Regions from separate parts of the Mus musculus genome. Here all the other regions are linked to region 1. Evidence: chromatin contacts called from public Hi-C and HiChIP or PLAC-seq data. All regions are on one chromosome and are shown on one strand. Each heading gives the region's core, a stretch centred on a gene start, on an enhancer-like site or on the middle of the called end of the contact. The rest is flanking DNA. Distances are from core to core; before and after follow the strand shown. Region 1 has its middle 23 kb from the start of 1700063D05Rik. Region 2 overlaps Gm35835 (a long non-coding RNA gene). Region 3 overlaps Gm35835 (a long non-coding RNA gene). Region 4 overlaps Gm35835 (a long non-coding RNA gene). Region 5 has its middle 50 kb from the start of Mir125b-1. Region 6 has its middle 31 kb from the start of Mir125b-1. Region 7 overlaps Mir100hg (Mir100 Mirlet7a-2 Mir125b-1 cluster host gene).

Region 1 (4,267 bases), core at 757-3,256:
ATCTGACGCTGAAGAACAAACAGACCGTCATTCCCCAGCTGCTCAGAACATATGTTTGAAGGGAGATTGGGGCCCCTTTGGTCCCTCTGATCCTCCCTGGATCTCAGAGCCAGACCTTCTGAGCATCTTCATTGGACTTCCTCTCAAGAGCGAGGACACCGAAAATGAGTCGTGTTTCAGCAAGATGCAGTTCACAGACTTGGTTTGAGATCTCCACTCTTCCGTCGGGCATCTCATTTCCTGCAACGTTGACATTTGTCTCCACACTGCAGGCTGGGCAGCTGCCCTTCTTGTGGTTTTGCCTTCCATCTTGAGGCACTGTGCCTGACCTGTTTGCTCACCAGCTCAATAACTTAGCTTCATCCCAGTGGATGAGATTTGACCAATACATTCGTATGCCAGTGCATCTGAGAACCACTAATGGGCAGAAACCAGATTTTGATTTTTATCCTGTTTTGTGAGCCACTCTAGCTTATGCGTGAGCTTATTCTCCCCGAATCATGCTATAGTTCAGCAATCATTGATGACCCTGGGTTATATAGCCAACAGTTTGGAAGATCCCAATCCTGCTTTCAGTAGTCTTCCAGCCTAGTATCTCTTGACTGTAAAACATCCAGTGATAGATAATCCAGCCAGCGTGGGCTGCCCCTTGTCGCAACGAAATCACTTCTAGGTAGTTATTTCACATCCAAATGAGCATCTTTTCTTTTCTTCCCCCATCTTAAATCATTCTACCTGCCTCATTAACTCCCGTTCAGCCCCCAAATACCCAAGCAAAGCCCTTCCATTTATTTAGACAGTCTCTGATTGCATTTCTTCCCCCTGACTGGAGTGATGACTCTTACTTGAGACAAATATGGAACTCCTTACTACACTCGATGGCAGTTGTTTTTTCCTGTGCACACCCCACTAGTCTGCAGCATTCTGAGCTCAGTAATTATAATTTGCATATGAAGTGTGCCCCTTGTCAAGGATCACATGTGAAGGGCTCTATTCTCAACGCGACAGTCAACAGTCGAGCGAAGGGAAGATGACTGGTTCCTGAGGACTCGGAACTAATCTGTAGATCAGTCCATTCACAAGCTCATAATATGATGGGAGTTGGTAGAGATAGGAGGGAAGGCCACACTGGAGGAAGTAGCCTCTAATGATGTATTAGGAGATGTATTTTGTCTTTATTAAGTCCCTTCCCATCTCCTATCTGTCCCAAGGAGGGCCACTTTGCTCTTTGCCCTCATGTTCTGCCTCACCAAACACTGGACTGGAACCAACAGATACCAATGACAGTGGACAGAAAGATACAAATCTGTGGGCCAAAATAAACCCTTCCTCTCTTATGTCATTTCCTCAGGCATGTGTCATGGTGCTGCAGATGTGCCTGACACTCCCACACCCTTCCATCCTTCACCTAGAACTCTCAGCAGTGGAAGTCCCTACAACAGTGCTGTACCGTGTTGCTTCTCAAGCCGAATGCATTCAGCAGTATTGACGTCCTTGATACTATTTGGTTTTGAAGACAAAATCAATTCTGTTAGGAGGGATGATCTGGAAAGTGTCCCCAAGTGGCATGTTCTCATCTGACATCATCACACGAAGATTTTATCAGGCAGAGAGATGAAGAGGTCATTTCTAGCAGTGGAATTAACACAAGCCACTTGGGCACCAGGGCGGGGTCTGGAGTGGATTAAGAGCTGAGGGAGCTGTACTAAATAAATGATAGGCCATGGAGCTCAGATCGTGGGTTGGAAACTTGCCACTGGCTATCTCTGCAGGATTGCTTGGATTCAGCAACTATGGAGTCCATCACCGTCGTCGTCGTCCTAGACGCTGTTTACAAGAGAAATCGTGTCCTATTGTAGACTGTCTTCTATGAGGACAGGAATATTCTGAGACGTTGCAGATTTTTTTTGTCTCCCGGCTCTGCCACTGGAGGTCACTGTTGTACCATCGAAATGAGTGAGAAGCCCCGCCTGATACCCTTTTGAAGTTGGCTTCCGCCAGGAGTGAATACAATACCCTCTGGGTAGCTAGGAAGTCCCGAGGTGCAGGCTTCTCCCTGGCTTCGTGGAAAAGTGGCCTGGTGACCTGCAAAAAATGACTTCGGAAGAGCGATGTCCGTCTGGAGAGGGACTGCGGGTGGGAGAGCGGTGCTGGGAGGGAGACGTCTGTATCGCATTAGTCTGCGTCTGGCGGGGAGGGGCTGGAGGCCCTGGCGGGTCAAGGCAACTGCTCCCTGCTGCTTTCTGGCGCGAATGTGGAATCTGGTAGTGATTAGAGAAGGTTATTGTCTTGGGAGTGCAGGGAGATCGGTAGTAATACTGCTTTGAGCGTTTCTGACCCCATCTTAGAAGGCCTCTCCCACGACTCTCCTGCTGGGCTCTGATTTTAGAGCCACTAAGCAAAGAAAGACAAGGAAAACTGAGGCCTATTCCTTAAGCCTATCCACTCCCCGGGGCTTACAGGGGACACTCCAGGAGGAGCACAGATGAGAACACACATCCCTAGACAGAAAACCCCAAGTAAGCCTCTATTTTTCTTAGCCCTCCTTCCTGTGGAGTGAATATCATTTGGTCCATTTGTTATGAGAAGAAACAGAGACTTGGAACTGACATTTGAACCCGAGTCTTTTGAAATATAAAGAGAATGGATGGTAAAATAACTACTTGTGGTTACTGGCTAAGAATTCTGCCCTTGAAAATTTGGAGAAAGAGCTCCTCCCTGTGCAGCTTCGACAATAACCCACTTCAAGGCGAGCTGAAGCCAGGGTACCTTTTGGCGGCACCTTTTTCTTCTTCTTTTTCTTCTCTCCTTCACTTTCTCCCCATCTCTTCCCCTGGGTTTCACTGCATACCTCAGGTTGACCCTATCCCTTCTCTTCTCCCCACGTGCTGGGATCTGACGGTCGGGCTACTCCTAGATCAGAGTGGCTCTCTAATAAGTCATAATCTGTTTATAGCCATTCATAAAAGCAGAGTGCTTCTGTGCACATTAGCTAATTTGGCTCTTATAATAACTGTCTTATCCCCATTGCCGTAGACAAAGAATCTGAGACGCTGAGGAATTAATTTGCCGAAGGTGCTACAGTCAATGATGAAATTCAACCTCGGATCTTTTTGCTCTAAATACAGCACCCACTGCCCATCACCCATTGCCCGATACCAGTTAGTCTCCAGGTAAATATTGGGTGATGGAGTGATGCTGTGTATAATCTAGCTAGCAATAAACTGATCTTAAGTTTAGGTAGCATTTTATCTCCGAAGATGGTGCTCCAACCCAGGAAGATTACACTGGAGACCCTGCCTCAAGGGGACGGAAGACTTCTGAAAGTTGTCCTCTGACTTCCGCATGAGCGCTGAGGTGCATGAACACACACGCGTGCGCACACAAACACACACACACACACACACACACGCATACAGACACACACAGACACACATATGTGTGTGCACACACACAACTCATGCACGCATGCAAGAATGCACGCAGTATACCCATAACCACACATACACGCAGGCATGTGCACATATGCATGCGTATACATTTATTGTGTGTGGATGAGTGCTCCCATGCCATGACTGGCATGTAAGGGTCAGAGGGCAGCTTGTAACTGGACTCAAATAAATTTCTAAAACTTTTTAAAAGGGTGAAGATTACAATTTATCTATCTATGTATCTATCTATGTATCTATCTATGTATCTATCTATGTATCTGTCTATGTATCTATCTATGTATCTATCTATGTATCTATCTATGTATCTATGTATCTATGTATCTATGTATCTATGTATCTATGTATCTATCTATCTATCTATCTATCTATCTATCTATCTATCTATCTATCTATCTATCTTGCAGTTCACACAGCTCTGGGGTGATTAATACATCTTCTTCCTGTTCCAGAGGTACCAGATTTAGAAAATAAGAACCCAGAACTCCTAAAATTAGATTTCTTATGGGGTTATTGAGACATGTATGCTAACAAGCCAACTGTTTATCGGAAATGTAAATGTATCTGACCATTGTGCGCTTTCATCTGTCGACTGTACCCTGTCTCCAAAGAGAGAAAGCTGAGCTTGGTGTTCTCTCAAGCATGCTTGAATTTTGGACATGACTATGTTTTTAAAAGGACAATTTGAAAACACCCTATCAATGTACCAACGTTCAAATTCTCTGTTACAGTTTCGTCAGAAACCCTTTGAACTGTGCTTGCTTCACGGTATCCCCTCATGGAATCATTTTTAAGTGAATCCTAAGGAACAAAACAGT
Region 2 (4,267 bases), core at 593-3,092, 500 kb after region 1:
TGTGTTCAGTTCCCAGTGTCCATTCCGGGCAGCTCACTACTGTTTCTGTTTGCCACTCAAGCTTCAGAGGATAGAACACACTCTTCTATCCTTTGAGGGCACCCCCACACAAGTGTGCATAAACACAGGCATGTACGCACAGGCACAAATCCAAAAATAAAGTAAATGTTCAAAAATGAAATGGCTGCTTTTAAGATGTAAGTATGTAGCAGCATATTTTTGCATTCTAGTCAGAGTAGTAGTAGGGTTTGCAAGAAACCTATAGCCTTCCAAGATAGCACCAAGTCAGAAAACACTAGGTCAGCTGCTTTGATAAGCTAACATCTCCTATATATGTGCATGTGTACGTGTACGTGTACGTGCAAGGTAACTCTTACATCAGCTCAACGACAGAGATAGTGTTCTACCCACATATCCATTGAGGACAATGCAGCTCAGTTCCTAACCACAAACACAGACCAGTAGATGATAGAATCCTGTTCGCATCATCCATGAACCCCAAAGTCAGACCTGCTCGGAGCTTTCCCATTGTGCCCAGCAGTGTGTGGTATTTGTGTATGACTTCTTTGATTCTTAGGCTTAGTGGGATTTCATTTTCCCATGCTGTGGCACCTGGCTAAAGATGTCCATTTTACCTTCTTACCTCTGAACTTAGTGTCAAAAGAACTAAATCCAAAGCCAGGCATGGTTGTACAGGCCTGTAATCTTGGCACTGAGAGACTGAAGCAAGTTCAAGTTCAAGATCAGCTTATGTTATGCTGAGAGACTATTTCAGAAAGAGAAAGGGGGAGGATAAGGGGAAGAGGAGAAAGGGAAGAAAGGAAAGAAGGAAAGGAGGGAGGAAGGGGTGGAAGGGAAGGGAAGGGAAGGAGGGAGGAAGGGGTGGAAGGGAAGGGAAGGGGGAGGAAGGGGTGGAAGGGAAGGGAAGGAGGGAGGAAGGGGTGGAAGGGAAGGGAAGGGAACTGGGTTCAAGCTTGATAACTACCCTCTTAGTTGTGATGTGACTCTTGACATTTAAGTTAAACCCTAGTTTCACTTTGGTCACTTTAAACTCCAGAGAGCCATATATCTCAGTCAGGATTTTCTAGAGGACCAGAACCCATAGGTGAGACAGCAGTTGCTTCATACCTGAGAGGCTAAGAACCTTGGGGCTTGGTGCCTCAACAGTTGGAGCAGTCCCACGGTGCTTGTGTTACTTGGAGAAGCCAACATCTTGGAAGTTGCTTAGTCTACAAGACTGGGTGCCTCAGGAATCTAAATAGAGTGCCCAAAACCTCAGGGGTTCCTGGAGAGCCACTGGTCTTCAGCCCATGATAAAAACAGGAGTCTACATCTTCAGCAACAAGGGGAATGAGGAAAAACCAAGTGAGCAAACAGCCAAGAGTCTTCCCTGAATGGAGCTCCCCAAATCAATGAAGGCGATCAGGACAGTTCTTCAGCTGAAGCTTCCTACTCCGGAAATCCTACTTTGGGGCAAGTTGACATTAAATCCAACCATCACAGGGCTTGTGCGGTGGCTCAGTTGTTAAGAGTATTGAATTCTCTTTCAGAGGCCCTGAGTTCAATTCCCAGCCCTCACACGGCAGCTCACAGAGATTATTAACTCCAGTCCCAGGGAATACTATGCCTCCTTCTGACCTCCTCAAGCACCAGACACATACATGGTGTGCAGACAGACATACAGACAAACTATCTCTACACATAACATAAGTTAATTTTAACAACAGAGCAGTCAACAAGATCAGGCCTTGGAAGTCTTTTCACCCTAATATAATACAGGGCGGATACTCAGTAAATGTTGCGTGAGTGTATTTGTGGCTAACTTATGACTTTGTCTGACTAATGATCATATAACTGCTGAATGCTTCCTGGATTAGTTAGATGTGGCTACTAGAGAGGATCCCACCCACTCCCTGGCCATGCTGTTTCCAGGAAAGGCAGCCCATTTGGTTAAAAGTTCATAGATATGAGTAAGGCTGAACACACAGGTAACCATCAATAAAACTCCTGCTGAGAAAGTGTTTGCAGGCACAGCCTCTAAACTCATAGTTCTGGAAAGAAAATCTTCAGACTCTCCAGAACATTCTGGAAAGGAGCCTAGTGAATTAGGCTTTCTGAAGTATAATGTCTATTTTCTTTTCCCAAGAGGACTTTATTTTCCTAATAAAAGAACATGGGGTTGGCAGGGAATCTATAGGTGGATGGGCCCATTTCCTAAACTTTCCATGATAGAGTGTCACAGAGTAAGCAACTTCAAGCAGAAGAGGTTTGCTACCCGAATTTTATGGCAGCTGAGACCTGTAATCAAGACGTTAGCAGGACCCTGCTTTCTCCAAAGCTCAAGGGTGAACCTACCTAGACTCTTAAAAGCACACCTTGCGATCTGTTCAAAGCAGTGGAGTTCCCAAAGGATACATCACTTTCTGGGGTTGGCTGGCACTCTTGTCTTTCCTTGGTTAACAGGTACATCACTCTGTGTCATCAAATGACTGGCTGTCTTTTCCATAGATATCTCTGTCTCTCATCTCTTTTTGAAGGGCATTGATCATATTGGATATTATTTCCATCCTTCTCCAGTATGTCTTTATGTTAACTAATACATCTGCAATCATCATATTCTACATATGATATTATATAAATAAATCCAGAGCCTAGTACTAGGTATAACCATCATCTCTCTCTGTCTCCTGTCTCTCTCTCTGTCTTTATCTGTGTGTGTGTGTGTGTGTGTGTGTGTGTGTGTGTGTGTGTGTGTGTGTGTGTGTGTGTGAAACTCAGTCCATAACAATGGGTTATGGACTTCTCCATGACTTGAAAGAACCAGGAAAAAGGTTTAAGCCTGTATCTCACATCCTAGTGCCAATGGGACTTCAAGAGAATTAGAAATAGCTCCTCTTTCTCCTCTAGAGAGAAGTGTTCTAAAAGCCTGGGGATGTAACATGCCTACATGGTATGCAGGAAGGTATGGATTCAATCTCCAGTACCACATAAAACAAATTTTGCTCGGGGCTACCAATTCAGTTATCTTAGAACTGTGGACTGTGTAGCTTTTGGAGCCGAGGGAAATGACCCCTCTCTGTTTTGATTTTAATCACCAGATCTTAATTCCAATCCTCATATTGAGTGCACCTCAGGACCAATCATACATCTTCCATTAGCTTAAATCATTTGAATTCTCATTTTTATAAATAGAAATATGTCAAATGTTGGCAATTTCACATGATTTGATCCATGCATTTCATAGATGTGGCTGAAAAGATTTATACTCACCTTTAATTCTTCAAGGTGGTCTCAGGATTTCAAAATTTCTACTACCCAATTCCCGTCCTCAGTTACGACTGATACAGGATACATCCGACTGACCAGATTCACCCTACCATGCCAGTACATACCCCATGTGTTTAGACTCAAGAAAAAAAGACTTGAGAGCCTGGGTTCAAATTATTTAATCTCTCTATTAGTTAGTAGGCATTTGAGTAATTAGTCTCCTTTTATATCAAAACCCTCATTTGTTAATTAGTAACAAAACACAGGATTATTTTAAGGACTAAAGTATGTGCTATAGACATTTGTAACTGTGTACACACACACACACACACACACACACACACACACACACACACACACACCTCATGCTACCAGCACAGTAGATGTTCACTGAATGGTATTCCCCTCCCCTCCAGCACTTTCCTTATATCCCCTAATAATTCCAGCAACAACTGAGGGACAAGCCCAAATAATGAGACAACCTGTGGGCTTGATGAAGGTAGCTAGAAACAAACAATAGTGGGACCAAAAAAAAAAAAAAGAGGTAGCTTTGCACGTAGTTTATTCTTTTATATTACAGAGCAGAACCCATAAGCCTTAAACTCAGTTACTAGCAAGCTATCTTATTATGTTGTCTTCTCATCTTAAGATAACTAAGCACCATTTGAATTCTATACATGATATGCTTGTGTTTACATCAAATGTCATTTTCCAACACAGCAGTTCTAGCCTCTTTTCTGTAGGCAATATACATGACATTATCATAAATTAACATATATGGTACTCTATGGAAGTGGGGGGAGCATTCTGAGATTTCCTATTTCCCCATAGGTCTTCCTTTCTCTTTCACTCTAGAAAGCCATGAGGAGAGGAATTGATAAAGGTGACTCTACAGAAATAACCTCCCAAACTCTTTCCCAATAACTATAGGTGGTAGCAAACCAACAAGCCACTGTCATGACTGCACTGTACCTGAAATGTGTATATGGTGCAAAGCCTA
Region 3 (4,267 bases), core at 568-3,067, 470 kb after region 1:
CGGGGGTACTGGTTAGTTCATATTGTTGTTCCACCTATAGGGTTGCAGATACCTTTAGCTCCTGGGTACTTTCTCTAGCTCCTCCACTGGGGGCCCTGTGATCCATCCAATAGCTGACTGTGAGCATCCACTTCTGTGTTTGCTAGGCCCTGGCATAGCCTCACAAGAGACTGAGCCCCACTTTTAAACCCCAGCTCACACTTTCTTTTGAGGGAATGACAGTTTATTTAAGGTTACAGTGTAGAGAATCTAGTGTAGGGGATGCATGATATTGGAAGCACAAGGTGTCTGCTCACATTGGGCCCACTGGAAGGTAGCAGAAACTTACTTGTTCTTACATACTTTTGAATCAGTTTACTTCTCTTGGGTATGTTGTGATTATTTTTTTTCTTCACAGCTCCTAGCCCTCTGACCTTTAACCCACAGTCCTTGTCCCTGTATCTCTGATGACTTGGCAGTTACATGTTTCTTTGATTTGAGTATGAAAGTATTTTTTGTGATAGATGAGGCTGGGAACTTTGTTAGTAATGAGGCTGGGGCTACCACCCAACTCTATTCAGGGCAAAGTCTGTTACTGAAAGGAACAAATATTAGGGTAATTATTAGGAACCCCTACTCTTTCATATTTATGTAATAGCCTCCATTTTTTGCTAGCACTGTATTACAGTAGCCTCACTTATGTTGGTTGTGAAGTCTTTTGAAACAAGAAGCTCAGGACAGAACACATTAAAACCCACCCAACAAACTCCATCACTGTTAACTCCTGAGGAAACTGCTTTCTGTTGGGAAAGACCTTGCACACAGAGCATTTTCTGCTCTGCTGTTTTTCTTTCTTTTCTCCTTCCCTGATCTCCTGCCACCTTCCTAATATATTCAGGTCACACCAAGACCCTGAACAATGACTGCTTACAAAAAGCAGTTGGAAGCCTTGACTAGGAAGATAAGACAAGGCAGGAGACATGGAGTGAGAGCAGGGTAGGAGTAAGGCCAACTCAGGGGTCCTAGGAGCTGGATGTTAAAAGAAACCCAGAGATCCAGAAACAAGACAACAACAACAACAGAGTTTATGGGAACTCCATGTTAGGGAGGAAGTCAAGAATGTAGCCTGGTAGCTACAGTATCAACTCCAGGGCCCTGTGAGTGAGTGCTTGGGTCAGTTGGTTCTGAATTTCAGAGAAAATCTAGACTGCTATGTATGGATGCAGGGCCACCATTTGGTACAATTCTTAGGAGCATCTGTGTGTGTGTGTGTGTGTGTGTGTGTGTGTGTGTACATACTATTATGAAGTCTAGGTTCGTAATATTAGTAAGTTGATTTGAGCCTTTAAAATGTTAAAGATAAAAGACAGAGAGATTTCTGCTAGGAACTCTTGCTGGCTGCGGAACATGCTAAGTGAACAGTGTCGAAACATACACTAAGCTTTGTCCTCCTGGAGCGATGTCGTATTAGTGGCCATCAAAGCAGCGAGCTGACAGGCCTAACTTTCCCGTGGAGATGTTGTGAAAGGGGCGATTTGGGAAATGAGTGGGCTCGCTGGCCCCCATCAGTGTTCAATGTGCTACCCGGGAGCCAAAGCACCAGCCGTCGTAATTGCTGCATTTGTTTAGGGAGGTGCGTTCCCAGGCAGCGGAGCCTCATTTCAGCGCACATGCCTCTAATTTGATGTTTTTAAATTCAGCTCCAAGACTGTCGTCAGGCGCTTGTCCCCCTCTTTCCTTTAACACTGACCACCTTGTTCCCCTTTCTCCCATGAACAGAGGCAAGCAGTGTGTATTGAAAGCCAACAGCCTTTGTGTGGCTTGAGAAATCTGAGGCTGACATCTCCAGGCCCTTTTTGTCTCTCTCGCCTCTCTCGGGCCTGTGACCTGCCAACCGGGTTTGGCTCTCCCAGGCTTTCGTCATGTTGCATATCGATTGCTTTCCTTTCCTTTATTTGTAAGATGCTAAACGACAGACCCTGCTGCACAGTGACAGTGGCTTTGGGCTGTGAGTAGGTCAGCCAACATCCCTAGGTGCTCAGGTTCAGTGACACTTCGCTGGCTTAGCTGCTGTGACATCAGCAGCTCCTAAAGGACCCGATTGATTTCTTCCAGATTGCTGTTCTAAACTCTCAGATTCTTCTGGGATTTCACTCTGCCTTTTTGAATGTGTTCTCTCTCTCTCTCTCTCTCTCTCTCTCTCTCTCTCTCTCTCTCTCTCTCTCTCTCTCTCTCTCTCTGTCTTTCTCTCTGCTTCTTTCCTTTCTTAGACCTTGTGATCCTTAGGTACTGGGCTTACTAATTACCCCCAATGCTGGCACCTGACAGCAGGTGGTCACCATTCTGTTAATTATGTCCCGGGGCTTAGAGAGGCTCTTCTAATGACATCTAATCATCTACCTTCGACTATTGGGCTGAGAGCAGGTTGCAGGCACACTCTCTTTCCCTGAGCTCTTTGAATTTATTCTTACGGTCTAGCACCATGCCTGAGAGGTAGATGATAGACTTGCCGAGCACCAGGTTCCTTCTCTTGTGGCTGGGGAGTAATCATGGCCTAAATGCAGGGAACTGGATCGACACAGAGTTGATTTACTAGTCAAACAAGCCAGCTTCAGAAAGTGTAAGCCAGAGATCGGCAAAAGATTAAGACTCTAGTCCCCCTCAATCCACAGGGTCATTTAGCACAGATCTGCCACTTTCCACAGTCCAATGTAGAAAGTAGAAGGAGATGTGTTTAATTCTTCCACAGGGGAGTAAAGAAGACTGCTGTATAACGTGTGCAAGGCCTGGGCTGCCAGAAAAGTCAGTGTAAATCCTTGTAGTGCTCTTCCCATGAACGAATGGGCCTCTGCCTTTCATCCAGAAAACAGGGAAAATATCCCTTTTGAGCTTGTTTGAAGTGCAGCCAAGAGAATTAATTGTGCATTATTTCCAGAAGGTTTGGTATGCCATGGAGGCAGGTACTGTGTGCATATATGTGTACAGACAAAGGTAGATAGCTATAGCGATAAGCCTTCACTGACTGCTTCAAGACACGGACACTGAAAGAAATGAATTATGGGTAAGGGGAACTGTCAGGTAGGGAGTATTGGTCAATTTTCAGGAACTTTAAAGCAACTGTGATGGATGTGGAAAGAGAGATCGATGGAGAACTATCAATAGGGATTTCACTGTGAAGATGTCATTGCCACCGGCTCACTAGTCCCTCCAATGACCGCAATCTGAGCAAATTAAAAGGGGGAGCATTATTTCTCATGTAACAGTGGAAATAATAAATCAATCACATACTCTCACAACTGAGGAGATCAGTCTCGGAGGTCAGGGACAGATAATATTGTTCTGGGTGAATGTCAGAGGTGTCTTACCTGATCAACAATCATGATCATAGCTTTGGTGTGCCATTGCAGATGAGCCTAACAACACTCTTTACGATAGACAACCAGACCAAGTTCCCTTTCCATATGAGAGGTGATACTCAGAGTCAGACTGTATACAATGGCCTAGAAGCGTGCAGGTGTAATCCTGGCTTATTGTTCCGAGGGTAGATTGTGTCTGCCTGTCCTCATCCTTCAGGAAACCCTCTTTTTGTTGGTGCCCCACCCCCCCATGGCTTGATGCTTGCATGTCTGTTCTCCTCGGTAAAACTTTAGCCCTGAGTCAGCATATACTCCAGGGCTTTCTTGAGTGATATATGATGTGGCCCTGGCAGGTCTCCAGGCCTCTCCAACTGATGCCACCTAGAGCTTCTTGTCATTGCCCCCATCAAAAGGAAGCTCACAGACAGGGGGTGAGAAGAAAGAAGTAATCTGGGAGCTGCCTAAACAAATGTATACTGAAATTCCAGGCAGCTGTGCAGCCCACCCCAATTTAGGATAATTCAAACTTTCTTGCTGAGTTCACTGGTTATTTGTTGACCATCCAGCCTGGTGTCGTTGCAACAACGCTCCAGGGAGACTTTTAATTTGTATTTGATTTTTGCTAGATCTTCTTTTTTGTCTTTTTCTCCCCTGATTATTGCATTCTTTGCTCTCTCTCTCTCTCTCTCTCTCTCTCTCTCTCTCTCTCTCTCTCTCTCCCTCCCTCCCTCCCTCCCTCCCTCTCCCTTCCTCCCTGCCTCTCTCTCAAGTTGTTTGCAACCTTCTCAACCAATTAACTCTCATATTCTACTTCTAGTATACCTAGGAGCTTGGCTCTCATCAGAGTCAGGGTTGGTTGTTGAAGATGCTAGTAAAGATGCAGGTGCAGCCCAATTTGTGACCAATCCATCTCTTTGTTTTGGCTTTAGACC
Region 4 (4,267 bases), core at 981-3,480, 440 kb after region 1:
CACCTGCCATGTAGGCCTTTTGTCTTAGAGACTTTGGGTTTTTACACATGCACATTTGTAATGCCTTTGGTTGGGTTGAGTTGGGTTGAGTTGGGTTGAGTTGAACTCTTTGGTAATAATTCAGAGCTTGGCTCCTGGGGTGTTAGCACAGGTTTGCATGCATTATGCAGAATTTCCTGCTAAATGCAGTGGGCTTCTTGTAAATGAATCGTTTATTTCAATCCATGCTTGTTTGACATAAATGTCACTTTTATGCTGAATAAGTCTACCATTCTTCTGTGTTTGCTCCAGTAATGCTGATCTTTGAGATGTCACCCCAGACAGGCTCTGACAATGGAGCGCCAAGTGGCCATCTTGAAATAGCAAAGCTTTGCTCTAGCATCCTGCTACTAAATCCAATATTTATCGAGATGGAGTTCAATGATCCGAACGTTGAACAGTTTTCATCAGTGCCAAGATGTCATGGTGTGGGAAGAAACGAAACCAGAAATAACACAATAGTATCCCATTATTTTTACTGTACTTAATAATTCCAACCAAATGGGATCAGATCAATTTGTGGATAGAACACAACGTATCAAGTAAAAGAAATTGCCCATTTTCCTGTTGAAATAATATGGAAGTATGACTCAGCCTAGGGAAGTAAGCAGGAGATACATAGGAAGGGTCAAGATGAAAGGATTTTTTTTTCTTCCCTCTTCTTGGTGGGTCTGGACAGAATTAACTGGTTGTTTCCAGTCACAAGAAAGTACAAAACTACTCTTCCTCACAGCAGAGGGCTGTCGCTGTGGGAGCTTCAGCTAGGCTAGCACTGTGGCTCTGGAAGGAGAGTATTCAAGGAGGAAGATCTAATCACGAGGGGCTTACAAGCTTGACTCTACCCTCCATGCTCCCCAGTCTGGAGCTTGTTCAGAATAGAGTCTCTACCCAGTGGGCATGTTCTTTTATTCCTTCTAGATCACAGCCTTGTCCTAAGACTTAGAAATTCAGATAGAACACCTCTACCACTCCCTCCGCCCACTATGACTCTATCACTCCCTCCGCCCATTATGACTGGGTTCTGGCTTATTTTGTCCCAGAAAAGTACTTATTTGGGTATTTTTTAAGATAAAGGCCCACACACGCTGTACTGTCCCCATGAAGACACTCTTATAAAACCTAGTCAGATTTGGGATAGTCCCTCAAAGTTCTTGAGTCACTTAAGGATCCTAAGATATTTCTCTGTCTGTCCATCTTGCTTAGAGTTTGCCTTCATAATTCCCTCTCTAATCAGATTATCAGCATCCAACCAGAGTTCAAGGTTATCCATATTCTGGCCAATTTAGGGGAAAAGCAAAGCCTCGCCTTACTCCCAGGCTCTACATCCTTCATCGCTTGTCTACTAAATGACCTGTAGCGTGGACTTCACTTCGTGAACAGTCTGAATCATGTAAAACTACACAGTCTTGGGTTTTATTTGTAATATAGCAAAACAGGGGACTCGGTGAAGCTTTTAATATAAACAGTGCTGGAAATTTTTCAACAGAATGACCATGTTCACTGTGTCCTCCCTAGAGACATTGTGAGATTGACTTGATACGTATTGGAGAAGTTGGAGGCAGCAAGCACAGGCTCTAACATACATATGTCTGGAGTGTCTACTTCATAAAATGAGAGTTCAGTGAAAGACACGGCATAAAAAACACATAACCTAAGAGGAGATGCACATGCAAGCATAATTTCCTATTGGTATGCAATGTACTTCATACATGCACAGAGTGCCTAGTGGATACAGAAGGCAATGAGATTTTCCGCAGGATTGCATTGGCAAGGACTCACTATACATTTAATATACATATGTGTAATACTATGCATGCTGTTTATATATACTCTGTGCTGAGTACTCTGGAGAAAGAGCCTATAAATCCTGGGAGCCGTCTTGGTATTTTTTAGTGTGGTTTCCAAGGCTGCATGATTAATCTTCAGCAAAGCTACAGTTTAGCACCTGTTGAGCGATATTAGAGGAAATCATCTGTGTTGCAAGTGGAGAATATGTTAGAGAGGCTGGACTCAAACGGATCCAGGTTTAGCTCTCTTTCTCCTTCTGTTTTAGCAGACAAATAATCTGTTGCAACTTTGCCGCTTCTCTTCCATGGCTTGGCTCTGTTCCCATGCACCATTTTGTTCTAGGGGATGCCTAAACGGATTCTTCAGTGTTAGCCAAAACAAATGAGGAGCTTGGCTCTCGGTCTGGTCCCAGCAGCTGCTGTGATTGGAGTTCTCTGCACCTAAGACAGTGGGGCAGCTTTCCCCTTGACAGATGAACACATTTTCATTACTAGGGAAACAGGAAGCATGGCGTACTGGGCGAGAGAGAGGCGGGGGAGGCAGATTTGGGAAATGGCTTTGTTCTTTCTTATACCCATTATGGTTACCATTCAGCTGAAATGTCCGACGGGAGGTTGGAGAGTCCAAGTGGGATACCCACCTTTCAAGTTCCTTATCCCTTCAGACTGCAGTTGTAAGCTCAGGCAGCCTCAGGCAGAGCAATCCTTTGCAGATCTGTTCTAGCAGGCCGTTTCTCCTCATGCATGCAGCAAAGGTCATGGAGAGGTCCGGAAGTCTAGGGGGAACCACCATACAAAATAAAGGCAAAGAAACATTTGGTGGTTTCCATTTCTTGGCCATACAATAAAGCGAAACTGGAAAGTGGGTGTTCTGAGGGCCCTCCCACCCAGAGACGTTCCTCCTGATTTGGCTATTACAACTAACTCAACCACAGGGGTTGTAGACATAGGTTCTTCAGGAAACAGGATGTATCTCCAGTGTGCCTCCTCATGGTAATTTTTTTCTTCGAGATTCTATAGTCACAATAGTCTTTACTCAAACTGGTAGCCTGGAAGGCATTCTTTAATCCCCAGGTGTTGGGAGTGCCTAGATAAATGTGGGTGTCAGTCACCATTGTGGGGAATTCCAAGGGCTGAAGAAACTTGGGGGAAGGAGAAACAGAGAAAATAATAAGAAAACACATATACCTAAAGTGCATAGCTTCAAAGGAAACGATAAAGTTAAATGTAAGTATTGAGGGGTGTCCTCAAAGATGAGGGGAGTCGGGAGTTCTCACGGGTATATGACTTTTGGACCCTCATTTCCAATTATCTCTATGATGACAACCTTTTGTCTACCATATAAACTTCAAAAAAAAAAAAGCAGGATTGCCAGCCAATGAGGAAAACATATCCTATCATGCATTATTTCTAAGAAATGTGTCATTAGGCATTTTTATTATATAACCAAACCAGGCTTAGAACTAAGATGGCTATGGTATCACTAGACCATGTCATCTTATGGGACCACCATCATACCTGTGGACAATTCAAACAGAAGAATCTTGCAGTGTATGGCTATACTGAATAACTACCGTTTGCCAGACACTACGATAGGTTACTATATATGAGGACATTTGTGTAACAGCAAGCACAGTGTGCTTGGAAGGTTTCTTTATGTACACAAAGAAAGCAGAGACTTAGTCATCCCATGATGATATGGTTCAGAAACAAAGGAAGATTTTTTAATACAATTCTTAGAAAATTCAACCGGCTTTGGAGTTTGAAAGACTGCTTTACCTCTTCCCCTGCCCTTTGTATCCTACATTTATTTTTGGTAGTAATAACTCACGGGTCTCTGTGAAGAATCCGTCTAGGCATCCCCTAGAACAAAATGGTGCATGGGTACAGAGCCAAGCCATGCAAGAGAAGCGGCAAAGTTGCAACAGATTATTTGTCTGCTAAAACAGAAGGAGAAAGAGAGCTAAACCTGGATCCATTTGAGTCCAGCCTCCCTCTTTCCTGCCTCGCCTAAACAATGCCTCTGACATCTCTACATAAGACTCCAATCCAGGCCTCTAACAAGTAATGAGAGTTTGTACACAGAATGGATCCTGTGCCTTTACCAATGGGCCAAGTACAGAGGAGTGGAGCGAGTTCTGCTCTGTTATGATGTGTCTTGCATTGATTATCTTTGCTTATATCTCCATTATGTTAACTAATGGCTCCTGGAGAACTTACTGGGGCAGTCTATGTTTTGCATCCTGTGACTTCAGACACAATGTTTACTCTCTGGAGTGAGCTTGCTCACTTACACATCTTTACATTCCTTCCCATCTACTATTTTCTATTTACAGAAGCTTTGGGTGAGGTTTTTTTGTGATTGTGCCGAGATAGTACCAAAAAGTTTGAACTTGTATAAGGTTCTGCATTACTCCAGTAAAGATGGAACCAGACAAAAG
Region 5 (4,267 bases), core at 536-3,035, 400 kb after region 1:
GATCTCTTTATTTAAAAATCAAGTGTTAATAGGGTGTGGTTTTATACCTGGGTCTTTGATTCAATTCCATTTATCAACGTGTCTGTTTCTATATCAAAACTATGCCATTTTTATCACTATTGTTCTGTAGTACAACTTGAGGTCAGGGATGGAGATTGCTCCTGAATTTCTTTTATTGTTCAGGATTGTTTTGGTTCTCCTGGATTTTTTATTTTTCCATATGAAGTTGAGAATTGTTCTTTCAGTGTCTATATGCAGAGATGAGGGATGGACAGAAACTGATGGAATGGCCAACCAATAGCTATCCCAACTTGAGACCCATTTTATGGGCAACCACAATTCCCTGACACTATTAATGATTCTCTGTTATACTTGCAGACAAGAGTCTAGCATGGCTGTCCTCTGAGAGGCTCCACTCAGCAGCTGACTCAGACTGATGCAGAAACCCACAGCCAAACTCTGGATGGAGTTTGGGGACTCTTATGGAAGAACAGGTTAAAGGATTGCAGCCTTTAAGGGGATAGGAACACCACAGGAAGACCAACAGAATCAACAAACCTGGACCCTTGGGACTCTCAGAGACTGAACCACTAACCAAAGGACATACATGGTCTGGACCTAGGTCTCTCTGCACATATGTAGGAGGTGTGCAGCTTGCTCTTCATGTGAGTCCTGAATAAGTGGAGCAGGGGCTATCCTAAAAGCTGTTGCCTGTATATGGGTATAGTCTTCTAGCTGGGTAGCCTTGTCTGGCCTCAGTTGGAGATGATGCACCTAGCTTCACAGAGACCTGAAGTGGCATGGTGGGGAGGATACTGAGGGGGAGCCCACCCACTCAGAGAAGTTGGGGAGGGGCAATAGGGGCAAGGATTGTGGGAGGCAGTGACCAGGAGGGGGCCAGTGGGCAGGATGTAAAGTGAATACACAAAACAAACAAATAAAATGTTGTTGATGGAAACGTGAATAAATACAACCATTACAGAAAAAGAGTATGTAGAGGCCTCAAAAATTCAAGAGTTCTCCCATATGATTCAGCAATATCACTATGCAAAAGATATCCAAATTTAAATTAGGATACCCAAAGGATACGTATCCTGCAAGATTTTCTTGCTGTACTCTCCACAATAGCCAAGACTCAGAGCAGACCTGAGTGTTTAGTTAGCTGATGAAAGGACATGAGAGATATACTGCAAACACACAGGGACTGCTATTCAGACTTCACAAAAGAAGAAACCACAGTGCCATTGACTGTACGGATGAGTCTGGAGAACATGACACTAAAGGAAACAGGCCACACACAGAATGACAAATGCTGTATAAATCTCACTTCTATGCGAACTATAGAAAACTTGAGCTCCTGGAAGTCAAGTAGAATAGTGGTTACTAGGGACTTGGGAAGGGGAATGAAAACCTTATTTCTTTCTATTTGTCCCAGACTCCTTTCTTTATGACTAATGATCTTTAAACATATATGAAACCAACCACTGGGGTTTTTGCCCTGTGCTTTCAGTTCCCCTAATGTTGATTCTTTTTTCCTTTTCCTTATTTTCTTTTCTTTAAAATGAACCCTTGTGTTTCATGTTCTTTACCCTTGAAAAATGCTACCAAAGGTTGTGATGAGTCACAGCAGCTTGGCTTAAGAACTATCAACATAAAATATCCAAATATAATCCAGTCCCACATGATGCTCACCCATGAATTATTCATACAATCTGATGAGGACATTGAGAGCATTTGTAGTCAGATAGCTTGTCTCCAAATGATGAAGCACACATCTGAAATGGATCACGATGCTCTCACTTGCAGATGGGGAACCAGGGCCCAGGAAAGCACAGGAACTGAGCAGCACTAAGTAAGCAATGAGGAATGTAACATCAAATATCTCTACTGGGGACTCAAAACTGAGCAATAAATCTCCACCCACCCCTTTCTCTCTCTATTTCCTGGAGGATGCTTGAGTTTATTTTTAAGAATTGTGTACAGGTGGAAGGAAAACACACACTCGTGAGGACTTTGACTAACCCAGATGCTAACTGTGCTCAAATTCAACTGCTAGAATCCTAACAGAAGTCAAAGTGGCTAAGGCCAGTGTCTACCCTCTGCTTCTTAACTTGGCACGCATGACCCTTTGTGACCCAGTCCCACCCAACTTTGCCAGCATTGGCTGACCCGCTAACTCTCTAATGAAAACTGAAACCTTAGGTACCATTCTTACTAAACTCTCTCCAACCAGGTATCTTTACCATTGACTCCAACATAAGCTCTCAAGTCTGGGACAAATAGAGAGAGATACGGTTTTAACTCCCCTTCCCAAGTCCCAGTTGCTGTGAGGTAAAAGACTGCAACTTCCCGTAAGTACCTGCAAGGTAGTGGCAGTACTGACTCAGAGTAACAAGAAAAGCTTCCAATAACCAGAGTTTACTTGTACAATGGCTATTTGAAAAAACACAGAGTCTCACATGTCTTGAAGTGTTGGGGTGGATGTAGGCATGCCATGAGGTGCTATTTGAGAATTTGATGAGTCTCAGAGTCTCAGAGATCTTAGGATATCATCTGTACACAACTCAGTTCCCATCTTTCTTTGGGTCATCACAGGATTATCAACCACAGGACTTCCTCTCCTGCCATAGTATGAACGTTTGTGGCCATCCCAAAATGAGCAGGCTGGCACTGGAACTCTAACATGATAATTCTCATAAGTCAGGAGTAAGTAGGTCATAAAAGCTCTACCTACCTTCGTGAGGGAGGCTTGAGAGCTTATAAGAAGTTTGGAGGGAACTGGCTAGACCCTCTTTATCACTTCTTCCCTCTCCTGGACTGTGATCAAAGTGCCGTCTAAGAAGCCGTGGCCAGACCCTCACCAGATAACAAAGTACTCTCTTGGACTTCTCAGCCCCTAGAAGTAGAAACAGGAATTTTTGTGCTTTAGCATTCATTCTGGCTCACAGGTATCATTCTAGCATCCCAAAGGAATCCCCTCAAGACTAATGAATCCAGCCTATCCTGCTCCAGAGTCACACTCACTTGGGAACTCTTAGCCCTATTCTGGAGTCTTGTATTTGGTTGCTCTTGTGTTTGTTTCCGTTTTCTAGTCAAGACTAGGAATTAGATACCAGTTTCTTCATTCTTCGCCTTGAACTGTATCAGACAAAGAGAAAATGAAAGTTTCCAGCCTCTCCCTGTTGAAAGGTCATTGTAGGACACTAACATTCTTAGAAAAAAAAATTGTGCAGATTCCCAAATGCTGGTGACAATTCCACATTTTGAAAGTGTTTAATATCATTGACCTGTACATTTTAAAGTGGGGAAGGTGCTACATTTTGTATGTGCAATTTCATGTGTATGTGTGCCTATAGGAACTTATGTGCACTGTAAACACTCAAGAACTCAAAGAGACCAGAAGAAAATGCTGACCACCTAGAATTGAAGTTTGGGGGTGGTTTTAAGGCACCATGGGGGTGCTGAGAACCAAAACTCTGGTCCTCTGTAAAATCAGCCAGGGATCTTAACCTCTGAGTCATCTCTCCAGCCCTGGCATTTTGTTTTACTTGGGAAAAAAAGGAGGGGGGAAGACACAAAAGTTAGGCATAGGAATTTCACATAGAAAATAATGCAACTCCTTTACCCAGCCAGCATTTCTCTAAAACTGTCTAGTGACATGCATTCAAGCTCCAGTCCTTCAAAGGAGCTGAGGGTCTAGTGAGGAAGGTCAACATGGGAGCAGCATGTGATGTGAGGTGCTATCCTAGCTTCTTTTCTGATGCTATGGTAATACTCTAGCAAAGGCAACTTAAGGGAGAAAGGCTTATTTGTGTCACAATTCCAGATCACAGTCAATCATTTCAGGGAAGTCAAGGCGCAGGAACTTGAAGCAGCTAGTCACTTTACATCCACAGTCCATAGCAAGAGCAATGAACATATATATATATATATGCTAGTAGTGCTCAGCTACACTTTTATATAGCCCAAGACCCAAACCAAAGGAATGGTGCTGCCCACAGTGGATGAGTCTTCACATCTCAATTAATGGAAGACAATTTCCCCCTTAGACATGCTCACAGGCCAACCTGATCTAACAATCTCTAACCAAGATTCCCATTTCAGATGATTCTAGACTGTGTAAAGCCACCGATGGGAACTGACTATTATAGATGCTATGACTACAATAGCCATTTCATATTTGGGGTACCCAAGGAGGGATGAAGGAAGGATGAAAAGTATTGCTGAATGATTGGATGCTTGGAACAAAGAATGAAGAAATAGGGCA
Region 6 (4,267 bases), core at 614-3,113, 380 kb after region 1:
TCAGTATCCGGATGCCTGGTGCTTTAGCTAACATCTGTCAACTGCTCTGAGGGCCTCGTTCTTTATTTCAGCCTTCATTTCCATCAAGGGAAAGGTCCCAAATGAGGGGTCCAGAGCTGATCAGTCATTTTCTGTGGCCTAGGACAGGTGGGGGAGTCAGGTCTTAGGACTCAGACAGTTTTGTGCCATCTCTGGGTGATCAACTTGCCTTTTCATAAGTGACTTCATATCTTCAAAGTACCCCATGTGGGATAACCTATTTAATCCACATCCTTCCGAAACAGGTGTGTGCACTCTCTCTTTCATACACACAGCACAAACATACATGACACAGCTATGTCCATGTTCTGATCACAAGAAGGAAGAATCTCATGAGCTCAGAAGCCCTCGAATTCCTGTAGAGTAGGTGCGCTTTGCCCTGTTTAGAGATTTAAAAAAAAATGCAGTAGGTCAGAGAAGTTAGTAACTGGCTCTTTGATGCTAAGCCCTGATATGCACTATCATATCACCAAAGGAAGGGCTGAGATAGGACTCATACCAAATATCTTGGTCCCAAGATGTGTTTAATTTGTGCTTCATCTTCTGAAGTTACAAGACTTAGCTCCTGCTGGGGTGTTTGCTCTCTACCTGCTGAAATTTCTTAGCCTATACCGAATATCCAATGTAAGTACAACCACTCTCAGGGCACACTCCTTTAGGTCTGCCTTCTTGCTTTTTTTGTGTGTGTGTTTAGTAGAGACTGGAAACATCTCTGAGACAAACTGCAATGAAGATTTTTGAGATGGAATAAACAGTCAGAATACATAACACTCTGAAGTGGCTGGCTACCTTCCCCTGAGATGGAGCAGATCTGTAGTGTTCTCTTAGCTCCAGGGAAGAGGAATGCTCGTTAGCCAGCATCCAGTGTCTGGAGCCTATACAACCACAGGGGCAAATAGGGAATTGTCTTCCTGCTCAGCTCTAGGTCTCCCAGCCTCCCCCCCCCCGCCCCCCGCCCCTCGCAGATAAAACTGTTGCACATGCAGCCTATGGTCTCTGGAGAGTCCCAGGAAAGGACCATGGAAAGGAACTTAGAAATTCCAGAGCAAACTCAACACATAAAGCTCAATGAACTGCCATGTTTAATGAAATTAACTGACTTAAAACAAAAACAGAGTCGAGGACCCCAGTGATCTCTAGATTTTAAAAAAGAAAGAAAACCTTTTGGAGAAAAGAGATTTAAAAAGAGCATAACAAAACATTTTTTTTTCACGTTCATCAAATAGTGTTTTGAAATATCCGGTTGTTGTGTGGGAGAGACCGGGAGAGGCTGGGGAGGACTGGGCCACTGTAATTTAATTGCTTGTAATCTAACTTCGCTTTTTGTCCCTATTTTTCTTCCTTTCTTTCTTTTCTTCTTCTTCTTCTTTTTTTGTATCAGTTAATCTGTTGGTTACATTTTCAGCTTTTCTTTGCTTCTGGTTTCATTTTCAGATGAAAAAAAAATGCTAGGCACACAGGGCTGCTGTCTGGTTGCCATGGTGACCACAGCCTATTATCCTGCCTTGTCATTCATCAAGAAAGAATTGCACTTGACAGAGGCAGAGGGAAATGCCTGCAGTCTGCAGCATAGGAAGGGGGGAAAAAAGCTTTTCTTGTCTTCTATATACGTAAAGGCCCTTTAATGCCCGTTTAGTTACATGTTTTATTTAGCATTATTTATTACTTGTAACGCTGATAATTGATACCTGTAAAAATACAACCCCTCCCTTCAATGTATTTAACGTGCAATTTGTCCATTTGCTTTGCTTTGCTTTTCCCATTTCAGACCCATAACTGGTGTTACACCCCCACTCCCTGCCACCACAAATACTGAGTCCATTCCAGGAATAGAAACCGCCGAAGGATTACATTCTCCACGGAGAACGATCTCTATGAAGGTAGCTAACCGAGCCAGCTTTTCCCCTTTTATAAGCAACAGTTCCTGTGTCTTGCTGCTCCTAAAACTGATGAGTGCTGTGTATGACCAATGAATAATTGAATCTAACTACTGATTAAATTATTTCTCCAGGTGTGCAATGTCTGTGAAATACGGTGCCAACAAAAGAATTCCAAACTGTGGCAGTCTTTTCATGAGATAATCACATATAAAATCAGGATTGTTTCTTTTACAAATGGGAGTCTACGACGAATCCATTGTTCTTCAAAGGCAGGAAAGGGCTCTTACTTATTATTGGGCTAGTCCTCATTACGGCCACCTGAATGAATCCAAAGTACTTCCAAAAATAAATGGTTTCATGACTTTTGTATGTTTAAACACCTAGGCTTTTGTTTATTTTTTCAAGTCTGATATTTTCCACCTCATTATTCACCTCTTAAAACGTCTGTATCCGGCTGGGCCATTTTAAACAAGTTTGCTGATGGCTTGCTTTGCCCTCCTGGAATTGTTTGGTTTCCTTGTTAAGGTGAAGAATGTTGTAAAAGGGGCAGTCTCCTAAGTTGTGACCTCAAAGGGTGGTGTCTGAATCTCTCCTCTTTTGTGTCTGATCAGGAAGAAGATGGACAATGTCTATACGCCATCTTCAGTTGGTAACGCTGTGGCAGTTAGCATAACCAGTGCTAGGCAAGATTCAACCGCACTGGCTGCGGTATGCGTGGCCAACCGGAGTGAGGACAAATCCCATTCCGTCTGAAGACTGTCTCCTGCCAGAGATCAAATGCAGCTCGCACATACATGACACCAAGCAGAAGCAAGTACTATTCCATTACAAATGAAGCAGAGAGAGCCAGAATTATTTGGTCAGCTTGGTATTCAAAATGGTTGAGATTCTGACCTTCCCACTCCTTCCTTAATTATCTTGATAATTTTGGCAAGAGGAGGTTTGTGGGGTGGAGAGGGATAATTCTGAAAGAATTAAATAATTATAGCAGTCAGGAAATCCATCCAGGGTTTTATAAATTCCTGCATAATAGTTCAAAATCTCTTGATTTTTCATCGTGTATAAGCTAAATTCATTAGCACATACCTTAGATCATCTGTTAGATGCCTAGCAGTGTAAAAACACAGGGCCTGTGAAGTGTTTTTTTTGGTTTTGTTTTGTTTTTAATCTTGACTTTTACAGAATAAAAACTACCACCACCAACAACAACAAGAGAACAGACATGTTGCATTTAAAATTGTACCTATTTCTTTCTGGCTCTCAGCTTTTCTTTTAATGCCGCAGTAATACCACTGTTCATTTCCTGTTCAACTTCAAACCTACCTTTTGATTCTTCCAATGTCCCTTAGGCTAATGTTTTCACAAAGAATGAAATGAACAGACAGAAACAATTAAGTGAGCAGATACAGTGAAAAGGAACACCGGCTGCCGCTTTCACACGACTGGAAGTGTAGGAATGAATTCTGCTTGGAATCTGATCCTCCAGCCACAGGGCTTTTGCTGCTCACATCATTTTTCTTCTGCAAACCCCCCTCAGCCCCCAGTGTACTGCACGCCACTTTTCCTTTATGGAAGGAAAAGATCGAGGCACACAAAGAAAGGCCCAAATACTCACAGGCACGGGAAATATTTTCTCTGCCTGTTACTAGGACCGGATAAGCTCCAAGAAAGAAAATCCACCTAGATATTTTAAACTGGGGAATGTCTCCCCAAAGCCTGGTAAATGTTCACATGTGTCTTCATGAAATTTGTAATATGGATTGTTTACACAGCCCTGATTGAGGGCATGAGCACCATTAAAAAGGATCAAGTCGGTTTAGGGATGGAAAATTGTAGAAACCAGAGCTGTTATCCACAAGGAGAAGTGTAGGTTTTGGTTTCTTTGAAACAATAATACGCAGGACTTGATATTAAAAGGTATTTCAACAGCCAAGAGTAAGCTGTTGGTGACCCTTCGAAGTTCTATAAGGAATCAACAAGGTGGTAAGTCACTCTCCTCAAACAGGTCTGAAGGCAAGTGTTGATGACATGGCTGGGGCTCTATGACATCTCCTTCTCTCTCTTTCCAGTAGCACACTAAGAGATTTTCCATGGCGGGAGCTCGGCACTCCTGGAGTGGGGTTTACTTTGTTCAGGCGTTGTGTTGGTATTTGAGGAGACTGGCTACAACTCCACAAGGCGGTTGCTGAGGATGGAGCCTCTGTGTATCTCAGAAGACTGCAGTTCTTACTGCTAGGAGACTGCATGGCTAGTTCCCTCTGAGTTAAGCTTCTATTTTTGAAGCCCAGATGCAATAAGGAGGTGCCTATGATAGACACAGAATACAAACCCCACACAGCTTAAAGCTG
Region 7 (4,267 bases), core at 1,190-3,689, 310 kb after region 1:
AAATATTATCCTAAAAATATGGAGAGAAAGCTCAGCAGTTAAATAAGAGTACAGACCACTCTTGAAGAAGTATTGAACAAATTCAATTCCTAACATCCACACTGTATGGCTGACACTCCATTACTCCAGCTCAGAGGATCGCCCTCTTTAGGCCTCCTTGGCTTACCAAGTTCAATACCTCACACCCACACTGAATGGCTTACCAAGTTCAATGCCTGACACTTACACTGAGTGTCTTACACTCTGTAATTCTAGCTCAGATGTTTGTCCTCTTTAGGCCTCCTTGGATAGCTGCACAAACTTACATACATATATACATAATTTAAAGGTAAAATAAGTCTTTTTCCCCCCCGAATTATAGCTTAGTTCTTTTTACTAATAGAGAACTCTGGTACAGCACTGAAGAACCTATACTTTAGAAACAGATATGTTAACATTAAGCATTCTCTTGAAAATTATACTATATAAATCACTCACTCAACAAAACACCCTTCTGCAGCCCATGTAAAAGGAACCTACAGGAAGAACGAATGCTGTCACTCAACTTGATTCTGCCATTGTCAAGACATTTGAGTTTCAGAACTTCATCATCCAAAGGCATAAGTAGGTGATTTCTGGGATGTCTAGAGCATTGAGAAACGTGCAATTCTGAGATGCTTACTGTGGAACCATTGCTTGCATGCAGTAGACTCTTACTTCTGAGCCTTTGTATAATTCTGTCCTATAGTATGGGAAAATACTTTCCCAGCTCTCTTCCCATACTGTCAAAGAGGCATGGACGAGCTGGTAAGGAGGAGTTTACAGCAATGGCTACTACCATCAGGCTACTGACCCAGAGGGCAACGGAAGAGAAGCACAGAATCTGTGTGTGTGAGTCCGTGGTTTGTAGATCACTAGGGTAACAAAGAAAAGGGAATTAGCTTCTGCCAAGGTAATATATATAATCAAACACTGCATGTCACTTTCCAGGGCAGATTATCTCAGTAACAGAAAGGATGAGAAAGGCACAACTCACTACCTCCTTTCTCATTCCCCGTCTTTGCTTTCTCTGGATAAATATCATATGCTTAGTAGTCTGCCACTAACTGCAGTGTGGAGCACATAAGAGCTGCCATGGCTCTTCTCAGCCGTTTTCCATCCGTCACTGATATCCCACTGTTCTGGGCTAATGCGAAATGCAATAACGTTTAGCATCAGAACATATCTGAGTCAAGAGGTTAAGGGAAAACACATCTCCCATTGTGTTCCAGCAGCTCCGATACTGTTCATGGCAAAACACCATGGAGACAAATAGATCTCTCTCTATTCAGGAAGCTCTGAGTGCACAGAAAATGTATGTGACATCCTTACAGCATGAGAGCCTTCTCTGTACGGTGCATTAAAGGCAGGGGTGGCACAGGGGAGAAGTTCACCTAACGTGGTGTCTGATAAGGCTTGGCCATTGTCTACAGGGAGGATTCTGTCTTCTGTATTTTCTCTGGATTGCTTTAATAAACGTGTGCGGTTCTAGCAGGGGAAAGAGATGCAACCTTTACAGATATAACTGGGGGAAAAAGAGGATTCTGAACAAACAAGGTAAAAAGCTCTATGTGGTATTTTTCTTAATTACAACCCCAAAAGGTATTAGATACACACTGACTCTTTTCTTTACATTCCATAGGAGTGCATCTTGCTTCTCTCTGCTGTCTGCTTTAGGCATGAGGGACACAAAATCTATATATTTGAGGAAGGCAGACAGACAAAAAAAAGAAAAGAAAAAAAGCAATAAATTATGATTTTGCTGAGATTTGTCAGTTCAAGATTACTGGGAAGTGACTCTAATCTACATGATGCCAGAAATATCATATGACAACATATTTTGTGCCTTTACAGTTTGTTCATTTGCCAGTAGGTCCTGGGGTAATGGATCTTAGTCAAGATCACTTCTTGTTCCCATGGGACTTTCAAAGGGGTTCTGTTTTATTGTTTATGTCTTATGATAAAAGAAAGTTAAGATATTCATATTTCTTAGGACCTAAAGAATTTGTCCAGTGGTAAATCTATCTGCAGTTTTAACTGCCAATTTTAGATTTAGGAAACAGTTCTCAAATTTATGGTGGTGCATACGGTCTTTGAGTTTAGCTATTGCTGTTGTCACCCTGAGTTAACCGTCCTGCTGGCTTTGCTGAAAGTGGGGCCAGAAGAGTGTGGCTGGAGATTCGGCTTTCCCTTTGAACTGGCAACTTACAGAGACAAACCACACCAGGCCAACCCACTGCCATACCACACTAAACATTGATTCCTTTCCATCAAGGGCTGCCCGACCACATGTATAAAAAGTTCATCTAGTCCGGGAATTCTAGAATGTCTTATTGTTTGATGAATAAGGCCCCAAGTGTTCTGTGGTTGCCACTTGTAAATTGGAATAAAATGTATAGAATTCAGATCATAACTGGAATTCCAGACTGGAGCAGCTCATGTTCTATGATGAGGCTGAACCACTGCAGCGATAGGATACTTCCATCCAGTGTGGACATGCCTCATGGAGACATGATGGTGTTCGCAGTTATGTGTTCTCTAAACTCTAAGTGGCTGGGAGTCTTAACTTATTTGTTCATTATTATGCAATTAGGTGCTGCTGATATGGCAAAACCTATATGAAAACCACAATAAATCAAGCAAGATCAAAGGATTTCAGAGATGATGAGATATCTCGGTTTTGCACAAATCAAACAGCCTGAGACTAATCTCCTGATGGTATAGTGGAAAGACAGAGCTGTGACTCCTGGTAGGGTTCTCCTGATAGGCTCTGTCTTTTAGTCTCTGTCTCTGATCCCCCACTCTGTGTTTGTGTTTGTGTCTTTCTATGCCACTCTTTTTCTGTTGCTCTCTCACACAACACATATACATAACCACACATAAAATAATAACATTTTAATTTAAGGAAAGCATATCCCTGAACACTAGACAGAAAGGTTAAAAAAAATTCCTGGAAATAAACTTTTTATCGTCTGCCATGCCTAAAATACAAAGATTTCGGGTAATCATTTTACTAGAATGTCCCTATATGAGGTGTACGGGTGACAACCTGTGCTGGTTGGTTTTGTGTCAACTTAACTCAAGCTAGAATCATCTGAGAGGAGGGAGCCTCAACTGAGAAAATGCTTCTATAAGATTAGGCTGTATACAAGCCTTGTGGGTCATTTTCTTAATTGGTGATACTTGGAGCAGTGACCAGTCTATTATGAGGTGTTCTATCACTGAGCTGGTGGTCCTCAGTTTTATAAAAGAGCAAGCTGAACAAGCCAATAAGCAGCGTCCCTCTGTGGCCGCTACACCAGTTCCTGCCTCCAGCTTCCAGCACTGTTTGAGATCCTGTCCTGACTTCCTTCAATGATAGACTGTGATGTGGAAGTGTAAGTCAAATAAACTCTTTTCACCCCAACTTGTGTTTGATCACAATGTTTCATCACAGCAATGATAACCCTAACTAGGACACTACCTATTAAAATAAAGAAATTATTCTTATTAAAGCTAAAACTGTTCTGAACACAGTTTAACGTTTCTTAAGGCTTGTAAGTAATTCTGAACTTTGTGCATTCTGAGGTCAGCATTATAAAGCTAAATTTATCCCGGAGAGTTGTTTGACATGTAAAAGCGCCAATTTCAGACCTCAGCTTGGCAGAGCACTGTCTCCGTTCAACTTTACCATTTATGTTCTATGGTTCCAGTTGGAAATGCACATGGGTATGATTTTGATGTCTTCTAACAGGCACATGCCAAACGTCATGCTACAAGTGGAACATTACTCTTAACCAATCGACCAACATAGTTCTCAACACAGCAGACACAGTGTCCTGTGACCGTGCATGGTTCTAAGTTTAGCGGGCTCTGTATGTCCTTGCCGGCTCTTCTTTCTTATGTTGTTCTGTGCCTCAGAGGCTCCTTCGTGTACAGTCCCAGCAGTGCCTTTACCCTATTGCTTCTCAATATGCTTAGCCGCAGAAGTCACCAGTAAGAAGTTGGAGGGAAAGTAGAGAATGGAGTTAGGGTTCAGAATTCCTCTGATGGCCTTCTGGAACCAGAAGATGGAACTGGACCTCACTGATGGTGGCCAACCCTGATAGCTCCGGCTTTGGTTCCTCGATGTCTCTTTGTTCCTTTCCTACTCTCTCAGGCACACGGTGCAAGGATTTTCTGCCCTTCACGGTCCTCTGGGTTTCTCTCATCTTTACCCAATTTTTGTAAAGTAATCTTTATGTTAAGATATTCAGATAGGGGAAACTGA

The links. HiChIP or PLAC-seq counts read pairs in DNA pulled down with a chosen protein or histone mark. A called contact is a pair of places that touch in the nucleus more often than the background predicts.
Region 2: a FOXA1 HiChIP or PLAC-seq map of pancreatic cancer cells shows a contact between it and region 1. The contact joins two enhancer-like sites. A contact is called at or near these places in 16 of 484 Hi-C or Micro-C datasets (the C2C12 cell line, the HL-1 cell line, astrocytes and 11 more), 22 of 115 datasets of contacts at active chromatin or transcription factors (the NIH/3T3 cell line, astrocytes, craniofacial prominence and 14 more) and 3 of 9 other capture datasets (embryonic stem cells, embryonic tail and embryonic trunk).
Region 3: an H3K4me3 HiChIP or PLAC-seq map of embryonic basal ganglia shows a contact between it and region 1, with 5 times the contacts expected there. The contact joins two enhancer-like sites. A contact is called at or near these places in 1 of 15 datasets of contacts at CTCF or cohesin (the NIH/3T3 cell line), 3 of 484 Hi-C or Micro-C datasets (the HL-1 cell line, colorectal tumor organoids and neural progenitor cells), 10 of 115 datasets of contacts at active chromatin or transcription factors (the NIH/3T3 cell line, astrocytes, craniofacial prominence and 7 more) and 3 of 9 other capture datasets (embryonic stem cells, embryonic tail and embryonic trunk).
Region 4: a contact with region 1 is called in a Hi-C map of forebrain, with 4 times the contacts expected there. The contact joins two enhancer-like sites. A contact is called at or near these places in 1 of 484 Hi-C or Micro-C datasets (forebrain) and 6 of 115 datasets of contacts at active chromatin or transcription factors (the NIH/3T3 cell line, bone marrow-derived macrophages, craniofacial prominence and 3 more).
Region 5: an H3K27ac HiChIP or PLAC-seq map of SST interneurons shows a contact between it and region 1, with 4 times the contacts expected there. The contact joins two enhancer-like sites. A contact is called at or near these places in 2 of 484 Hi-C or Micro-C datasets (embryonic stem cells and uterus), 6 of 115 datasets of contacts at active chromatin or transcription factors (SST interneurons, craniofacial prominence, embryonic basal ganglia and 3 more) and 2 of 9 other capture datasets (embryonic stem cells and embryonic trunk).
Region 6: an H3K4me3 HiChIP or PLAC-seq map of craniofacial prominence shows a contact between it and region 1, with 7 times the contacts expected there. The contact joins two enhancer-like sites. A contact is called at or near these places in 4 of 484 Hi-C or Micro-C datasets (embryonic stem cells, growing oocytes, pancreatic cancer cells and 1 more) and 11 of 115 datasets of contacts at active chromatin or transcription factors (craniofacial prominence, embryonic basal ganglia, embryonic brain and 8 more).
Region 7: a contact with region 1 is called in a CTCF HiChIP or PLAC-seq map of the NIH/3T3 cell line, with 7 read pairs. The contact joins two enhancer-like sites. A contact is called at or near these places in 13 of 39 promoter capture datasets (the 3T3-L1 cell line, the C10 cell line, cranial neural crest and 9 more), 1 of 15 datasets of contacts at CTCF or cohesin (the NIH/3T3 cell line), 2 of 484 Hi-C or Micro-C datasets (the HL-1 cell line and nephron progenitors), 12 of 115 datasets of contacts at active chromatin or transcription factors (the NIH/3T3 cell line, bone marrow-derived macrophages, differentiating embryonic stem cells and 9 more) and 1 of 9 other capture datasets (liver).

What each region holds. Positions count from the first base shown.
Region 1 is chr9:41,226,950-41,231,216 of GRCm38.p6, forward strand. No RefSeq gene overlaps it. Among named protein-coding and RNA genes, the nearest start is that of 1700063D05Rik, 23 kb to the left of the region's middle. RefSeq lists an enhancer at 953-3,596. Within about 2 kb of position 2,007, at least 216 of the 459 cell types and tissues checked have an H3K27ac peak or open chromatin away from gene starts, as enhancers often do. A contact at or near this core is called in the NIH/3T3 cell line, SST interneurons, astrocytes and 10 more, where this site is marked.
Region 2 is chr9:41,727,494-41,731,760 of GRCm38.p6, forward strand. All of the region lies in intron 2 of Gm35835 (a long non-coding RNA gene), which reads right to left. Among named protein-coding and RNA genes, the nearest start is that of Gm35835, 7.8 kb to the right of the region's middle. Within about 2 kb of position 1,843, at least 10 of the 459 cell types and tissues checked have an H3K27ac peak or open chromatin away from gene starts, as enhancers often do. A contact at or near this core is called in embryonic fibroblasts and pancreatic cancer cells, where this site is marked.
Region 3 is chr9:41,696,409-41,700,675 of GRCm38.p6, forward strand. The region is part of intron 2 of Gm35835 (a long non-coding RNA gene); the gene reads right to left. Among named protein-coding and RNA genes, the nearest start is that of Gm35835, 39 kb to the right of the region's middle. Within about 2 kb of position 1,818, at least 53 of the 459 cell types and tissues checked have an H3K27ac peak or open chromatin away from gene starts, as enhancers often do. A contact at or near this core is called in astrocytes, embryonic basal ganglia, embryonic forebrain and 2 more, where this site is marked.
Region 4 is chr9:41,663,336-41,667,602 of GRCm38.p6, forward strand. Gm35835 (a long non-coding RNA gene) reads right to left here. Exons shown (of 5, transcript XR_379295.4): 4 at 2,468-2,602. Among named protein-coding and RNA genes, the nearest start is that of Gm35835, 72 kb to the right of the region's middle. Within about 2 kb of position 2,231, at least 28 of the 459 cell types and tissues checked have an H3K27ac peak or open chromatin away from gene starts, as enhancers often do. A contact at or near this core is called in forebrain, where this site is marked.
Region 5 is chr9:41,630,281-41,634,547 of GRCm38.p6, forward strand. No RefSeq gene overlaps it. Among named protein-coding and RNA genes, the nearest start is that of Mir125b-1, 50 kb to the left of the region's middle. Within about 2 kb of position 1,786, at least 19 of the 459 cell types and tissues checked have an H3K27ac peak or open chromatin away from gene starts, as enhancers often do. A contact at or near this core is called in SST interneurons, where this site is marked.
Region 6 is chr9:41,610,753-41,615,019 of GRCm38.p6, forward strand. It overlaps a transcript of Mir100hg not described here. Among named protein-coding and RNA genes, the nearest start is that of Mir125b-1, 31 kb to the left of the region's middle. Within about 2 kb of position 1,864, at least 126 of the 459 cell types and tissues checked have an H3K27ac peak or open chromatin away from gene starts, as enhancers often do. A contact at or near this core is called in craniofacial prominence, embryonic basal ganglia, embryonic brain and 5 more, where this site is marked.
Region 7 is chr9:41,540,397-41,544,663 of GRCm38.p6, forward strand. The region is part of intron 4 of Mir100hg (Mir100 Mirlet7a-2 Mir125b-1 cluster host gene); the gene reads left to right. Among named protein-coding and RNA genes, the nearest start is that of Mirlet7a-2, 5.8 kb to the left of the region's middle. Within about 2 kb of position 2,440, at least 18 of the 459 cell types and tissues checked have an H3K27ac peak or open chromatin away from gene starts, as enhancers often do. A contact at or near this core is called in the NIH/3T3 cell line, embryonic fibroblasts and pancreatic cancer cells, where this site is marked.